Linked DNA regions of Mus musculus: all the other regions are linked to region 3. The links are chromatin contacts, called in public HiCAR-type, HiChIP or PLAC-seq and promoter capture Hi-C maps. All regions are on one chromosome and are shown on one strand. The core of a region is the stretch at or near the end of the contact, and the rest is flanking DNA. Distances in the headings are between cores, read along the strand shown. Region 1 holds the start of Chmp3 (charged multivesicular body protein 3). Region 2 holds the start of Rmnd5a (required for meiotic nuclear division 5 homolog A). Region 3 holds the start of 0610030E20Rik (RIKEN cDNA 0610030E20 gene). Region 4 holds the start of Tmsb10 (thymosin, beta 10). Region 5 holds the start of Rnf103 (ring finger protein 103).

Evidence for each region. HiCAR-type assays count read pairs that join an accessible place to other places. HiChIP or PLAC-seq counts read pairs in DNA pulled down with a chosen protein or histone mark. Capture Hi-C pulls out chosen DNA fragments and counts their contacts.
Region 1: a contact with region 3 is called in a HiCAR-type map of astrocytes, with 4 times the contacts expected there. The contact joins the promoter of Chmp3 here to the promoter of 0610030E20Rik in region 3. A contact is called at or near these places in 1 of 39 promoter capture datasets (pre-B cells), 4 of 115 datasets of contacts at active chromatin or transcription factors (astrocytes, double positive thymocytes, microglia and 1 more) and 1 of 9 other capture datasets (liver).
Region 2: a HiCAR-type map of astrocytes shows a contact between it and region 3, with 2.4 times the contacts expected there. The contact joins the promoter of Rmnd5a here to the promoter of 0610030E20Rik in region 3. A contact is called at or near these places in 2 of 39 promoter capture datasets (the C10 cell line and pre-B cells), 1 of 484 Hi-C or Micro-C datasets (CD4 T cells), 3 of 115 datasets of contacts at active chromatin or transcription factors (astrocytes, bone marrow-derived macrophages and thymic regulatory T cells) and 2 of 9 other capture datasets (adipose tissue and liver).
Region 4: a contact with region 3 is called in a FOXA1 HiChIP or PLAC-seq map of pancreatic cancer cells. The contact joins the promoter of Tmsb10 here to the promoter of 0610030E20Rik in region 3. A contact is called at or near these places in 2 of 39 promoter capture datasets (cranial neural crest and pre-B cells), 2 of 484 Hi-C or Micro-C datasets (embryonic stem cells and nephron progenitors), 1 of 115 datasets of contacts at active chromatin or transcription factors (pancreatic cancer cells) and 1 of 9 other capture datasets (adipose tissue).
Region 5: a contact with region 3 is called in a promoter capture Hi-C map of liver, with 5 times the contacts expected there. The contact joins the promoter of Rnf103 here to the promoter of 0610030E20Rik in region 3. A contact is called at or near these places in 4 of 39 promoter capture datasets (the C10 cell line, the HPC-7 cell line, liver and 1 more), 1 of 484 Hi-C or Micro-C datasets (CD8 T cells), 2 of 115 datasets of contacts at active chromatin or transcription factors (astrocytes and pancreatic cancer cells) and 2 of 9 other capture datasets (liver and pancreatic islet).

What each region holds. Positions count from the first base shown.
Region 1 is chr6:71,542,415-71,545,268 of GRCm38.p6, reverse strand. It overlaps Chmp3 (charged multivesicular body protein 3), which reads right to left and starts at 1,417. Exons shown (of 6, transcript NM_025783.4): 1 at 1,236-1,417. The coding sequence starts at 1,280.
Region 2 is chr6:71,439,082-71,441,998 of GRCm38.p6, reverse strand. Rmnd5a (required for meiotic nuclear division 5 homolog A) reads left to right here and starts at 1,362. Exons shown (of 9, transcript NM_024288.2): 1 at 1,362-2,001. The coding sequence starts at 1,860.
Region 3 is chr6:72,346,006-72,349,034 of GRCm38.p6, reverse strand. It overlaps 0610030E20Rik (RIKEN cDNA 0610030E20 gene), which reads right to left and starts at 1,718. Exons shown (of 4, transcript NM_026696.1): 1 at 1,520-1,718; 2 at 1,324-1,442; 3 at 355-506; 4 at 1-38. The coding sequence starts at 1,626.
Region 4 is chr6:72,957,037-72,960,189 of GRCm38.p6, reverse strand. Tmsb10 (thymosin, beta 10) reads left to right here and starts at 1,707. Exons shown (of 3, transcript NM_025284.4): 1 at 1,707-1,853; 2 at 2,166-2,277; 3 at 2,538-2,843. The coding sequence starts at 2,178. The coding sequence ends at 2,572.
Region 5 is chr6:71,492,396-71,495,557 of GRCm38.p6, reverse strand. Rnf103 (ring finger protein 103) reads right to left here and starts at 1,681. Exons shown (of 4, transcript NM_009543.3): 1 at 670-1,681. The coding sequence starts at 895.

The DNA.
Region 1 (2,854 bases), core at 168-2,667, 800 kb after region 3:
TGTCAATTTCTCCTCTAGTAAAGTACCCCTCTTAAAAAAAAAAAAAAAAAAGAACACGCACCGGAAAATGGCAACGTTAATTAGACTGGCTTGACAGCTACACTTCCATAAGTGAACTAAAGGTTTAGAAGGACAAGTTTGAGTGCTGTAGAAACAGTGCTTCTCAAAGGTCAAGGCACATTCTAACCACTCGGGATAGTCATAATTTAAATCTGATTTAGTAGGTCTGGAATGGGACCCCACAAGTGCTATGTGCTGGGAGCTGGTACTGTTGGTGCGACTACTGGTGGTCAGTAATAAGGCTGGGTGTGTAAAGAATGCACCTTCACGCTGGGCGGTGGTGGCGCATGCCTTTAATCCCAGCACTTGGGAGGCAGAGGCAGGCGGATTTCTGAGTTCGAGGCCAGCCTGGTCTACAAAGAGAGTTCCAGGACAGCCAGGTCTACACAGAGAAACCCTGTCTCGAAAAAAACAAAAACAAAACAAAAAAAAGAATGCACCTTCACTACCACTACTAGCTCAAACTTCACATCCTTCAATGGTCAATTACTGCGGTAGCACTCTTCCTACTTGACATAGGAGAAGTCTCGGACAAGTTTTTCGAGATCAGAGAGCCGAGACGTCTAAAAGTAGGACTCAAACTTAGGCGGCTGATACTTGGTTTCTAAAATAACTCAATTGATAGGCAGATCTAAGGATTCAGAGTAGGATCCGAACTGTTTTCGGTAGCATCCTTATGGGTAGGGCCTGAGAGAACTGAGCTTCTAGAATAAACACAAGTCGGGCTTCCCTGCACACAGAGGAGAGCGAGAAAAGGACCTGCCTGGCAGGTGCCTGGACTTTTTGGGGGCTCCGACCCGGTTCACCGCACACAACCTTCCGGTCTAGGGCAAGTCCTCCGGGTGGTCTGCAGGCCGGCGCGGGGGCGGGGCTTGCGCAGGAGAAAGGTTCCGGGCGGCCCGTACCACCGCGCGCAGGGGAGAGAGTGCTTCCTCGGGGCCCGGCGGCGTGGCGCCTCCAGCGCCTGGGGGCGAGGCCGAGGTGCTCCTAACCAGGCCCTACACACCCGGGTCGGACGCCGAGCGGCCAAGGCGCGCTTCTCCTCACATCCCAATCCTAAACTCTTCCCTCGGCCCCTCGGCAGAGTGGAAGGCCCCGGAAATAGGGGCCAGCCTGAGAGCGCAGCTGGCTGTTCCCACCTCCGCTGCGGAGCTTCCCCGGTCGCTGGCCCTTACCAGCTCTTTGGGAGGCTTCTCCTGGGTTTTTCCAAAGAGTCCCATGATGAACTGAACTCCTCTTACCCCTTCCGACTTTCCGTTCCCTGCGCCCAGGCAGGTCACGGGCAGCCGCCTGGGCGGGGCTGGGAGGAAGGGAATCAGACGCCCAGAGAAGGGCGCGGCGGCAGCAGGGCTAGTACGCACGCGCGCGGCGCAGGCGCAGAGTTAAGTTGGGTGGGGTTCTACAGTGTGGATGACACCATTGCTCATAAGGGAGCTTAAGTGAAGTATAGAAGTAACTCTTAAGATATTTATTGCCTACACCCAAAACCTGTCAGCTAGCCCAGAAATATATATCTCAACGCTGTCACGCATATTTACAACCACTTCCCAGATATTTGTGGATGGGTTTCTCTTTGGGTCCGTAGTCACCTCACAGACTGCAAATCTACACACCTACTCGAAAACTTGACATCGCCTTCTTTCCCCTTTGTAGGAAGTCTTAAAAGTTCTAGCAGTGATCTTATGCTGAAGCTGGAGAAGAAGGGATTGATTCAACAGATTATAACATTTGTTTCGCTTGTAAGATTAAGGTTAAACAGACCTGCACGAGTCAGCTGAAACTAACTTTTAAAGAAGAGATAACAAAAGACTTGCATTCTGCACACATTAAAGAAATGGATTCATAGACAAGGAACTGTGCAAGGAAACTTGGGCCCCTGGAAGAACAGGAAGCCACTTCTACAGCCTCATCTTACCTTTAAAAAACAAACACCGGGGAAATCTTTTTTAAAAAAAACCCTATTTTCTTTACTGAAACTTTAATGATAAACATAAATATTCTCTAATGGAACAGAGGCAACCTGGGTCCATTGTCTATTCCCTCTGGGAAGGAACCAGTTAGTATATCTTACAGTTAAGTCTGCATATGTTCTGGCTTTCATATCATAGCTTTCTATAAATTGTAATATGGCCACTGGCTGGGTGGAGAGGAAATCAGACTCCTAATTTTCTTTATTATTTTTAAAATGTTATTGTTGGAGAATTTCATTCATGAATGTGATATGTTGTCCACATCCATTCCTCTGACTCTTCCCTTGGCCTTTACTGATTTTTGTTTCCTAATCTCTTTTAAAACACAAAGGAACTAAACTGGCATACTTATGGCACCTGCCATCCACTTTGCCCATTTTAATTCACACTTTCACCCGGGTGGGCACCAGGTACGAACATGAAGCGTTCTGTGCCTGGCTGTGCTGCGTCTTCAGGTGGATGCTGAATTCCTTCTGAGCTTTGGCCTTCCTTGTGTTTTGTCAATGGTCCATTGGTTTATTCTGAACTGGTTGGATACCCTGTTATTTTGTTCTCATGCAGAGGGAGGGTTTGTTTACTTTTGTTTGTTTTCAGAGTATTTGTTTATTTGCTACCAAGCCAGCCCTTTCCTCCTACCACTCCAACAACTAATTCTCCTTGCTTTTAGCAAACTTGCCTCTTTTAATTTAGAAAGTCTGATCATAAAGACACTATAGATAAGAGGTATTCTCATATCGGGGTACTCGAACACAACAAAGGGAGGGTCAGAAGAATCTCCCCAGCACAAGCAGTAGCCTCAAAGAGAAGCCCAAGACAACAAGTCC
Region 2 (2,917 bases), core at 113-2,612, 910 kb after region 3:
TGATGGAGCTAAAAGGTTTTTTATTTTCGAGAAGTAGGAATCAGGGCCATCTGCCAAGAAAGAGGACTAAAAGCAAATGGCGTGATGAGGGACAGAAAGGAGCCCTGAAATACCATCAGCTGAACTTCCAAATATCCAGGACCACTAAAGGCCATCATATATAACCACCCGCCCACTAGCTGCCACATTATAAAAACGGAAATTGAACTTTAAAAAGGTTACCACCTGAATTAAAGGAAAAGAAAGACTGTCCACCAGGGTGCTGGCTGTGTTCTAGAAACAAACAGGCCACAACAAAAGGGGTTACCCTTCATAGTATTACTTAAGTGGTGCAACCAAAACAAGCAAAACTCCAAACAATTATTATTTTAGACTTTGACAAGTGATGTGTGAGAGAAAAAAAAAATTGTGCTGTAAGAGATACAATGAATTGATGGAGAAAATTCGGGGAGGCAGAGGTGATACAACCATGGTGGAAGTAGGAATGCTATGAGCAGGCAAGCAAGCTGGCAACTGCAGGCCCAGGAAGGCGGACTCTCCCAGGCCCAGGCTGTGAGGCAGGGACTTGACGAAAAGCTAGTAGGGTAGAAGCCTGGTGAGCAAGAGGGCACAGGCCAAGGCCAGAACCCCGTGGTAAACCAGGGCAAAAGCCCTACGCCAAGGTAAGGGCAAGGAGCAAGGGCCAGGTTGCTCAGCTCGCCCACGCGTGTTCGTGACCGCCGCCAAGATGCCCAGCACGTGGACAAGGCGACAGGGAAGGCCACTTGCAGGCCGAGGGGCGTCAAGAACGAGCCAACGCTGGGCGCGGGCCATCCCTCTAAGAGCTACCACCTTCCATCGGGTTAGTGACCCCGCCCGGGCCCTCCGCCACTAGGCGGCCAGACAGACATCCTTTGGCCCCGGAGGTGGGCCTCTCAGTCGAAACTCCGGCCAAAATTCCATGCGGAGAAAACACAAATTGCAATCAGGGCGAAATCCTGGAGAAAACAGCCCCGTTAATTGCTGTCATGTTTCCCCTCGCGGCTTCCCAGTAGAAGCGCCAAGCTCCGCTCTTCAAGCCAACCCCCCTCCAACAGCGAGCGCATTGGTTTGGCTCCTCAGTCTGGATTGGCTGAAGTTTTACGCCTCGGCCCAGGATTGGAGGATGTTTGTCTCGCTCCTAACCCCCGCGTCGATTGGTCACTCTTCTGCTTCTGGGCGGAGCATCCGGGGACGGTTTCCACCCTCTTGTTTACCGGCCGCGTAGTTGACGCTATCGCTAAAGTTCCCTGTTCAGCTGCGCGGGCCAATTGCGTCGCTCGCCCCGCCCTCGCCCCGCCCTCGCCGCGCTCCCTCACGGCCTCCCGCGTGGTACGGCCCACACCTTCAGAACGCCCGCGCGCCCTCCGCCCGTGCTCGCCCGCTGCTTCCCCCTGACCCCTCGCCGAGTCCGCGATTGGTACGGCCCGCGCCGCCTCCTCCGCTCGTGAGGGAGGCTCGACCCCCTCCCGGGCCGCGGCTATTGGTGCCGCCCGGGAGAACCAGGTCATCGGCCGGTTCCCGTGAAAACAAAAACAATCGGCGGCGCCGCCGAGGGGCGGCCGAACGCGGCGAGCCAGGGGGGCCCGGGGCGAGACGCGGCGCCGGGTAGGGCGGGCGAGCGAGCGCGAGCGGCGGGGCCGGGGCGCCATGGGGCGGGAGGGCACAGGCTGCGCGGGGCTCCCCCGGCGCCGCGGCTAGCGCGCCCGTCTTGCCTTCGCCTCCCGCGCCGCCCGCTCGCCGCCTTGGGGGAGGAGGAGCAGGACGCGGCCTCGGTGGGGCCCGGGCCGAACCACTGCGGACCCCCGGGCGCCGGGGAGCCGAGCGCCGCGGTCTCCGGCATGGATCAGTGCGTGACGGTGGAGCGCGAGCTGGAGAAGGTGCTGCACAAGTTCTCGGGCTACGGGCAGCTGTGCGAGCGGGGCCTGGAGGAGCTCATCGACTACACCGGCGGCCTCAAGCACGAGATCCTGCAGAGCCACGGTGAGGGCGGGCGCGTGGGCGCGCGGGGGTCGGGGCCCTGCGCTGCGTCTGCTGGTCCCCAGGCCGCGGCGACCCGCCCGGAAACGCGGTGGCCTGGGGCGGGGCTGGGGGTCTTGCGGGGTCCTGCGGGCCGCAGGTGTGCGAGTGATAACGAGGGTCTGCGCAGGACTTTGTCTAGTTTTCGGCCTCGCAGACTTTTCTCCCTGATGGTTCTTAGTTTAACGTTCTTAGCTGTGGGTTGGTTTCTACATCATCGGCTGCTGCAACTTCAGAGTTGGACTGATGTGGGCAGGCAGTTCTTCTAAACTCTTCCTAGGAAGCCGGCCGATTTAAACCATTCAGCGTCCCTGCTGTAGCCTCTGTACAGTCCGACCGGGCAGATGTCGAGTTGCTAGTTACTTACCTAGTCCAGTTTGTACTTGTTAATAATCCTTTCAGAAAACAGCTTTTCCGTAGAAGGTGTTTTGCCTACGTTATTTCATCAGTGGCCCTACGTCTTGTACCACAGATGCCAAGGCTAACTCTGAGAAAGAGTTTTGTGTTTTAAAAATAACACTAAAGGTCTGGTACCTTGGAGCCACAATGCTGACTCTTTCTGAATGAGAGATAAAGGACTTGTAATATTATGGATTTACTCAAGAGTCCGGGCCCTTGTCAGTTTTGTGGGCTGAACAGAAATTAAAGGGATATTTATTAGTCAGGGAGAAATGAGGATGTAGCAGGTGAGATTAAGGCAGTGTTAGCCCTGCCTCTCCTCTCCTTTCCTCTACACCTTTATTTCCCAAACACTTCAGTTGTGGGTGACTGCTCCTCCCTGGTAAAGGAGTCTGACAACTTCTGACACAGCTGTCACTTTGGAACGCTGTATAAATATATGCAAAACATGTTGATGGCTTCATGCGAAAAGATTATTTGA
Region 3 (3,029 bases), core at 469-2,968:
GCTGATACTGCCTCACTCACCCTTCCAGGATCATCGTCCTACGTGGAGGAAGAGTCAGGAAGCTCAGAGCCTGGTTCTCCCTCAAACAAGTGCTGCTCTGTTCCTAGACAGCACGCTCACAGAACTGTTTGGCTTAAGGCTTCTGTTTCTCAGGAGTCCCCTGTAACAGTGATTCTCAACTGAGGGTCACAAGTTTTCCCTGTTCCCCCAACTAGGAATCTCTATGTGCTGAGACTATCTGCTGGGAAGACATATTTTCCCACTGGCCCTGAGATTAACAGCGGTTCAGGAACTGGTGGTAGTTTCCGTCATGGCCCAGGACGGTCACGCTGCAGCTGTTTCCAAAAGGCGTACCTGATAGACAATAACTGAAGTGACCTCGCCACTGTCCGCCTCATAGTCTAAACAGAAGAGCTGGCGGCCAGGAGGCTCTAGCTCGGAGCTTCCACTACTGCTGCTTTCACTGGCTTCCTCACAGTCTGGGTTCACGGGGTGGGTGGAGCCATCTGTAAGGGCAAACCAGAGTGAGAGGGAAGAGGGGGTATGCTGCTAAAACCCCTGCCCACAGAAATGATCAGAAAAACAGCACCAAGAAAGCCTCCAAGCTTCCAACAGACCCTGGGTGTGTATGTGTGTGTGTGTGTGTTATGTATGTAGCTGTCAATCAGGATTTTAACTTCTTCCCTCCACTCCAGCACAATCTGTTAAAAAGTAAGTATAAGCTGCATATGTCTCCTGCAAATATCACTGGAAGCTGCTGAAAGGATGGACAGAGCTCTGCCTCAGTTCAAATCCAGGCTCTGCCATTTACTAGGTCTGTGATGTTGGACACCTTATTCACCTCTCTGGCTAGGGAAACAGACATAAGAGTCCTCAGCTTAACAGCGTCCTACGGACTCAATAATGTACTCAAGATCTAACCCCTCTGTAAAGAACAGCCCACAAACTTAGTGTCATATGTTAGTCAACATGAGTTCATGGTCACAGAAAGCCCAAGAAAAGGCCATTTACTGGGTTTGTTTCATTTTATGTACTGATCTTTCTTTTCTTTTCTTTTTTTTTAAATCCCTGCCACACTTTCTCTTCCAGGTGGCAGAAATATTAAAACCCAGCCTGATAGATCACACTGGTGGACAGCGTTTCCTGGCCGGGTCCCAGCTACCTTATATAACAGTGCAGTTTAACTGGGGTCACTGGCCCAGGGGGCGCTGCTATTGATGCAGTGGCTGCTGTAAGGGCCAGGTGGGCAGGAGCCCTGACGCAGAGAGAGGGGCTTGCCCGGGGGCGGGACCGCGGGCGGGCGGGCGACAGGCGGCGGCTCACCTCGGTGGCGCGGCAGGTACACTTGTAGGTCTGGCTTGCGGGGCCGCGTGGGCGCGGGCGTGTGGCGCCTCCTCGCCTTCTCCTTGGCCGCCTGCTTCACCTTCTTGTCGTAGTCGTCCCTGCGGGGAGCCGAGCGGGAGTCAGGCGCTGTCACCCGGCCGAATCGGGCCGGGCCGGGCCTGGGGCGGGGCGGTACCGATCGAGCTGGTTCCGACGGATGTGGTGTACGAAGCCGTGGCTCATGTCCAGACGCCCGCCGGGCTTGCAGCACAACCCCGGCCCGTGATCCTGGGCCGCCTCCATTCGTATGCTGGGTACAGAACCGCCGTAACCGCCACAACTGCCGCGGAATTAGGGCCTTCGGCTGCGGACCATGACTTCCGGCCGCCGACCTCGGCTTCCGGCTCCGATGCCCTTTTTCCGGTTGCGTAGGGCCAGGCGCAGCGGAGCAGAGATGCTTTCGAAATTTGAGAACCTTCATCTGTGAGCGCCCGTAGAGCTGGAGGTCCTCTTACTTTGTGGTATCACCTGAACGAAAGAAGGAGTATATATAGCTAATACCAGGAAATTATTTTTAAAAATTCGAGTCATCCACGAATACTGAAAATGCATTCTATTAGTCTAGAGATGTTGACTTTCTTTTCCTAGCCCTTTAGTATAATAAACTTCACTATGAGATCATATGCGTGTGTCTATGTGTTGTGTGTATCTACTTTGCTCCTGTCTTTAAAGCTAGATTCTGCTCATGAGAAATATTTTGTCATCTCCATCACCTCTGCTCCATCTTCTTTTAGACCCCCTCCTTGCCTCCTATAGTTCTCTCCCCTTCTCTCCCCTCTTACACACACACACACACACACACACACACACACACACACATACACACTTAAAATCTAGGTCCTACATATGGGAAAAACATGCAATATTGGTGATTACTCTTTCTAAATTATACTGAATTCGCTTAACATCTTTAGGTTCACCATTTCCCTACAAATGACATTTCTTTATGGCAGAATTAAAGAAGACATGTTAATATATGCCACTTGGTTGACTCTTTAATCTAAATGTGCCTAGGTTTCCTTAATTTTGTTTTTGTAGTGTGTGTGTATAGGCAAGAGGACGACACTGGGTGCTCTTGTCTGTATTCTCTACCTGTTCCTTTGAGATAGGGCCTCTCACTTAACCTGTAATTCAGCTGACAGCCACCAAGCCCTAGTGGTCCTCCTGTCTCCATTTCCCACATGGCTAGGACTATAGGCATGAGCCCACTGTCAGCTTTTTCCACGGGTGCTGGAGTTTTGGACTCATGCTTGGACAGTAAGCTTTCTCACCAATTGAGCCAATCTCCTCCGTTTGTTTGCTTATTAGTGGACATACTAAAAACATCTGTCTCTGATAGGCAATGAGGCAGACAAGTGCTCACGTAGGTAAGTTTTCCCCACCCATACCCAGTCCCTATTTCAGCCACATTGGAGCTGCACTGCTGGTGTCCAGACCACTTGCTTAACTGACCATGAGAGGAACCAAGGCTTTTGAGGGTCTAATAGTGCATAGCCTTCTCTTGTTTCTTTCCTTCTGGCATGTAGCCTAGGATAGTCTTGAATTAACTATGTAGCTCAGTTGGCCTTAAACTTTGGGATTTGTTTTGCCTGATCCTGAGAGTATAGCTTTCCAAGTTTTCAGTTTAAAATGTAAACATCAGAAAC
Region 4 (3,153 bases), core at 458-2,957, 610 kb before region 3:
GTTCACCTTGGATGCAACCTTGTACAATTGGACATTTATGCACTGACTTCAAGGTGAAGCCCAGGAAGTCCAAACCTAACTTAAGGTTAGCATTGCATCCAGCACGGAATCCAGAGATACTATCTCTGGATGTCTGGATAGTTTTATGTTCAAGCTTAGCAGATCCTTCAACAAGTAGAGACTGTTTCAATCTGCCCAGCCCTGCTTTCGGTTTCCCAGATTTCCTGGACTTTGGGTAAGAGCATGTGACTACATTCTAGGCCAAGGAAATGAAGACAGAAGTGATGGAAGCGACTTCTGAATCTGAGGCTAAATTCTAGTGTGACTTTTCATCCTCCTTTCTTTCCTGGTCCACTGCCTGGATATAGAAGATGGAGGGGTCCAGAATAACAAGAGAAAGGGGGCCTGAATACCAGTCACTATGCAATAAAAAGCACAAAGCCAGGCATGATAACACAGGCTTTTAGGCCTAACATTCAAGAAACAGGCCAATCTCTATGAGTTCAAATCCAGGCTGATCTACATACTGAGATCCATAAACATATGGCTACATAAACAGGTGACGCCCTTTCTAAAGAAAATAATTTTTTAAAAAGGAGACTAGTACAGAAATCACAGGATTGTGTTACATAAGAAACAACTTTCTTTAAAAGATTTATTTTTATTTTATGTGCATGAGTGTTTTATGCACACCAAACTCATACCTGGTGCCCAAGCAGGCCAGAAGAGGATGCCAAGTCTCCTAAAACTAGAGCTACAGATGCTTGTAAGCCACCGTGTGGGTGAGCCCCACGTGGATGAGACAACTCTCTACAACCCCCACCCCCACTAAACTGTTATTACTTCAAGCAAAGATATTTTGCTCTTTGTCTGTCTATCTGAACCATGAAGTTTGCCGTTCAGGAAATGTTTCTCCTCTTTTTCTTCTATCAGTAGAATATGCTCTATATTCAACACAGGAAAAGGGATGGGAGTGGGGATGGATGGCGTTTCAGCCCTGGGTGATATAATAGAACTCACTGTCCATGGGGGTTGTAGGAGCTGAAGAGGTAACTTTTTCAGGAGTGCAGTATCCCACTCCTGGAATGGGTTAACAAGAAAAAGCAAGGTTTGCAGGCACAGGAGCTTTTTCCCCTCTTTTTCCTTCTAAAAACCACATTGAAGGTTAACTGAAGGAGAAAAACCGCACCCTCCAGTACAGTGTTTCTAAAAGGCCACTGAGAAAAGGAACAGCGGAGCCCTCCCGGGAGTCCTAGCTCCCACCTCCGCCCTTAGACAATGCCTGAAAACAGCTTGTTTTAAGAAGCACCAACCACAAGAAAATAGAAAGAAGGAGACTCTGGAGAGCAAACGCAAGAGACTTGAGGCGACGCGGGTGGGGTGTCTCCCGCGAGCAGGGCTGCAGCAGAGCGCGCGTGCTCGCCCGCACACCCACAACCCTACACCACACATACATTCAACAAAACCCCAAGTCCTTCCCCGCTGCCCCCCCCCCCACGCCCTTCCCGCGGGGTGAGCAGCAGGCTCCTGGGTACTAGGAAAAGGAGATATATCAAGAAAAGAGACCACCGGGAGCTGGTGCCTGCCACCCTCCACGCGGGATCGCAACGGGTTAGGAACGCGGGCCGAGAAGGGCGGAGCCCCAGGCAGCCTGGAGATGCTGAGCGCCCCCCAGCCCCCGCGCGCGCTGGCCACGCCCTCCGCGCGGGCTGGCCACGCCCTCGTTGCGGCGGGCGAGAGGCGGGGCGGGGCGCGGTGTATATAAGACGAGGGGCGGGCGCCGCTCTTTTGTCTCTTGCTGCAGCAACGAGAGTGGGAGCACCTGGAGCGCGAGCTCGGAAGGAGAATCCACGGTAAGGCACAGCGCCGGCCTTGGGGCCTACCCTGGGTGGGGTCGGGCCAGTTTATGGCTGGCGGGCGCGTTCCCCTTCGGTTGCAACAGGCGACCCGGCGGTTTGGAATCTTCTGGGGCTAGCAGGCCACGCCCTGGGGCTTCGGAGGGAGGGTGTGGTGGACGAGTCTAGGATCCTCGGCCTCCGGGCTGCGGGAACGCCCAGGACTGGGAATGCCACGTTGAGAGGCGTTCGCGGAAGGCGCGGGATCCAGGACGCGCTGGTCACCCCCAAGCCCCTGGCCACCCATTATCACCTTGTTTCGCCCATCAGAGTTGTAAGAAAATGGCAGACAAGCCGGACATGGGGGAAATCGCCAGCTTCGATAAGGCCAAGCTGAAGAAAACCGAGACGCAGGAGAAGAACACCCTGCCGACCAAAGAGAGTAAGTGTGCCCCGGGTTCCCACCCCAGCGCTCCTCCCTTCCCTGCTGTGCCAGCCCGGCACCCCCACCCCCATCCGGCCACTATCTTCCCACCCCGAATCTAAGGCCACAGCCACCCTTCCAGTCACACAAAGCACTTTGTCTCTTCCAAACCCCTTCTCTGTCCGCAGGCCTCGTGGGTGCCTCACCCACACCAGGTTTGTGGGTTGGGTATGGGGGGCTGTAAGGTAGCTCCAATGACCACATCCCTCCCTTCGCAGCCATTGAACAGGAAAAGAGGAGTGAAATCTCCTAAAAGCCTAGGAAGATTTCCCCACCCCACCCCACCCCGCCCCATCATCTCCAAGACCCCCTCGTGATGTGGAGGAAGAGCCACCTGCAAGATGGACGCGAGCCACAAGCTGCACTGTGAAACCCGGGCACTCCGAGCCGATGCCACCGGCCCGCGGGTCTCTGAAGGGGACCCCTCCACTAATCGGACTGCCAAATTTCACCGGTTTGCCCTGGGATATTATAGAAAATTATTTGTATGATTGATGAAAATAAAAACACCTCGTGGCATGGTTGGCGTGGTCTGAATTTTTTAGTTGAGTATGCGTGGGCAGAGCGGTCTGGGAGTGAGTTGTGCCGCAGGGAGAGAGGAGGGGACGTGGTAGAATGGGTGAGGAGGATGTATCGTTTTTATTTTTGTTTTACGTGCTTCTCGACATGCGGTTTCCTGGGTTCTCAGTTGCTTCGCCCTTAATGCGATCCATGTCAATTTTAACCCCATTTTGAAAAATGCTGTCCAAAAGATTAAGCTTTGCTTTTGATCGGCTCTTCAAATCCTACCTTTTCTTCTGCCCTCTTAACCTTTCACGCACACCAGAAGCAGTG
Region 5 (3,162 bases), core at 432-2,931, 850 kb after region 3:
ATCAACGGCTACATTAAATATTCTTTCAGCACTATTTCAAGTCTTTTCCTCAACCCATTAAGTGACGCAGAGATGCCTGTGACACATGACAAGAAAGGTAAGTCAAGATTCAAAAATAAAATGTATAATCTGCAAGAAAATATTTACTCTAAACAAGGCCAACAGCCACACAAAATGTTCACTAAAGTATAAAAAGCAATATTGCACTGTGTACACCTTACCTATAATTAAATGCATAATTTACACGTAAATCTTTAGGTCCACGTGCCTTTTGTTATTATTTTAATGATGTTTTACCCTCCTGGTAGCTTGTTTTTATTGTGGATGCAGATGCTGCTATTTACAGACTATGTTTTGTAATTTTTCCTTTCTCTATAATCAATTTCAACTGACGTTCCTGAATTCTGGGACAAATGATTCAATTTAATGATTTTTTTTTAAAGCTACACTTTCAAACTGTCATTTCCAAAGAGCCTTTGGAACACACCAATACACCTAACAGTTGTCTTTTCCAAACCGAGATTTACATATTTATTTAGAAAACGTAGACAAAGATGACCTGGGCAGCTCTCTGGAGCAGTCTGTTTAACCATTCTGGGGACCGCCTAATTCTGGGGAGTGGGTAAGAGCCAGGACAGTGGAGGCGACCTCCAGGAGCCCAGCACTTGCCTGACTTCTCCACCAGCTCCCGAACATCTTTCTTCTCCGGCAGCCCGGAGTAGCCCAGCCCTCGACACTCCAGAATGGTCTTCAGCTTCTTGAAGCTCAATGCCACCGGATCCACCAGCTGAGTAGCAAAGATGCCAGTCTCGTACCACACAATGGCCTCAAAAAACCTGGCCAGGACGAACAGGACCAGGAAATACAGGAGCAAGAAAAACAGCTTCAGCCACATCTTCGCCCTCTTGGCGTCGCCAGGAGCCGGGACGCCGTGGACAAGGGAAGGGGATCGAGTGCGGGGCGACAGAGCGCAGCCTGGGCGAGGGCAGCGAGGGCGCGCGGCGGTCACCGGCGGGCCATCCCCGCGGGGAGGCAGGTGGATCGCGGCGTGCGTGCGACTGAGAGCCCCGGCTCTGGCCTTGCGGTCAGGAGCTGAGAAAGGGAGAAGGGGGGACGTTCAAACGCACCCCACCCATCGAGCTGCGGACGGCTGGAAGAGGGCAAGAGCCCACCTGGGGTGACCGGGAGGCAGCTCCGAGGGACTGCGGGCCAGCGGAGGGCGGTTGGGGCCGGACTGAGTGGTCCAGAGGGCGCGGTACTCGGCTGGGCCAGGCCCGGGGCCCGGCGCGCCCAGCGCGGGTTGGAGTGACCGCCGCAGCGCCGCGCCGAACGCCCAGGCTTCAGGCCCCGGCGGCCGCCCAGGCCTGGCGGCAGCTCCAGGTTCCCGCGGGCGGCGCCTATCAGGCCCCGCGGCCCGCGAGGGGGCGTCGCGGCGGCTCCCGCTGAGGAGGAGCGCGAGACGACAGTCGTGAAGGGAGGAAAAAAAGAGGAAAAAGCAAATAACGCTAGGCCCCAACGCGGCTCTCCCGGGCGGCTTCCTGTCAGCTGCGTAGCCGCGCGGTGCCCAGCCCCGTGCGGACGCGCCGCGCCAACCGCGGCCACCGTCCCTGCCGCCTCTGCAGGCCGCGGCCGTCGCCCCCAGAGCACTGGACCCGCTGTAGCCGCGGCCCCAGTCAAGACATAACAACTGACGTCGGCATCGGGGCGGGGTCTCGGCAGGGGCGGGGTTAGAAGCCGCGGGGTGCAAGGGGAGAGAGGGGCTGCGGGAGGCTGGGCTGGGTAAACCTTCCGAGTTACTGTGCTCTCGCGGTCCCAGCCCTCTGATGCGCTGATGTTTAGTCACTGATTTCAGTCCCAGGATTGGACATTGGACCCTGCGACACTGTGCACCTTTGTGCTGAGCGTGAAAAATAAAGGCTGCTAAAAGATGTTCGTTTTTGTTTGTGGTTTTTGTTTTGTTTTGAGACACTGCCTTATTAAATAGTCCTGGCCCGCCTGGAACCGCTCTGAACACCAAGCGGGCCTCAGAATTCAGAGATTGCCTGCCAGGCATGGAAGTGCTGGGATTAAAACCGTGCACCGCCGGGCGTGGTGGCGCACGCCTTTAATCCCAGCACTCGGGAGGCAGAGGCAGGCGGATTTCTGAGTTCGAGGCCAGCTTGGTCTACAGAGTGAGTTCCAGGACAGCCAGGGCTACACAGAGAAACCCTGTCTCGAAAACCCAAAAAAAAAAAAAAAAAAAAAAAAAAAACCGTGCACCACCACACCCACCCAAATCATCAAGATCTGTAAAAATCAGAATCTGTGTTTTAAGTCCAGTCCCTGTCAACCGCGGATGCTTTTGGGTTTTTCTTTTGTTTAGTTTTTTGTTCGGGGTGGGGTGGGGGGGAGGGGTGGCACAGCTGGCTTGAGGTGCTTGAGGTGAAACTCTGAAAACAGATGTTTTTCTACCTTTGCTTTAGAATGCGATTTTCACATGTGTGTTGGAGGAGGTATGGCCAAAAAGAATTTTAGTATGTGATCCAGTTGTGGCTAGTCTCCTAGAGGGTTAAAAAGTAGACAATGAAGGTCTGAGTTGTCAGGACAAAAGTTGTTAGGTGTGGTTAGGTCCAGGTGCAAAGGTCTGTGTGTTTTAGCCAGCCAGAAGAACTCATATAAAATGAGTTTGACAGGCAAGCGTATGGTACCTGGTTCCGTGTTTATTTAACTCTAGCAGGGTCATGTTCTCTCTCTCTCTCTCTCTCTCTCTCTCTCTCTCTCTCTCTCTCTGTCTTTCTCCCTCTCTCTGTCTTTCTCCCCCACTCTGTCTCTCTCTCTCTGTTTCTGTGTGTGTGTGTGTGTGTGTGTGTGTGTGTGTACGCGCGTGTGTGTGCATGTGTGCGTGTGTGTGAGTCTTCTTGATCAGGAAAACAAGTAGGAATTCCAGGTGAAATGTTAGCCAGCAAGGAAAAGCATGAACAACCCTAAACCAGGGGTGAAATTTTTAGGGAGAGAGTGTGACCCTCAATCAGGGAGCAAATGAGCCATGGAAAACAAAGAATGGATCATAAAATGTAGACAAAGGATAGTACCCCTTTATAACGCAGTTAACAAAGGCATCTCGGTGTACAGCTAGTGGAGGAGCTAGGAAGGAAGAAGCCTAGGAGCAGGGTGGGCAGGAAT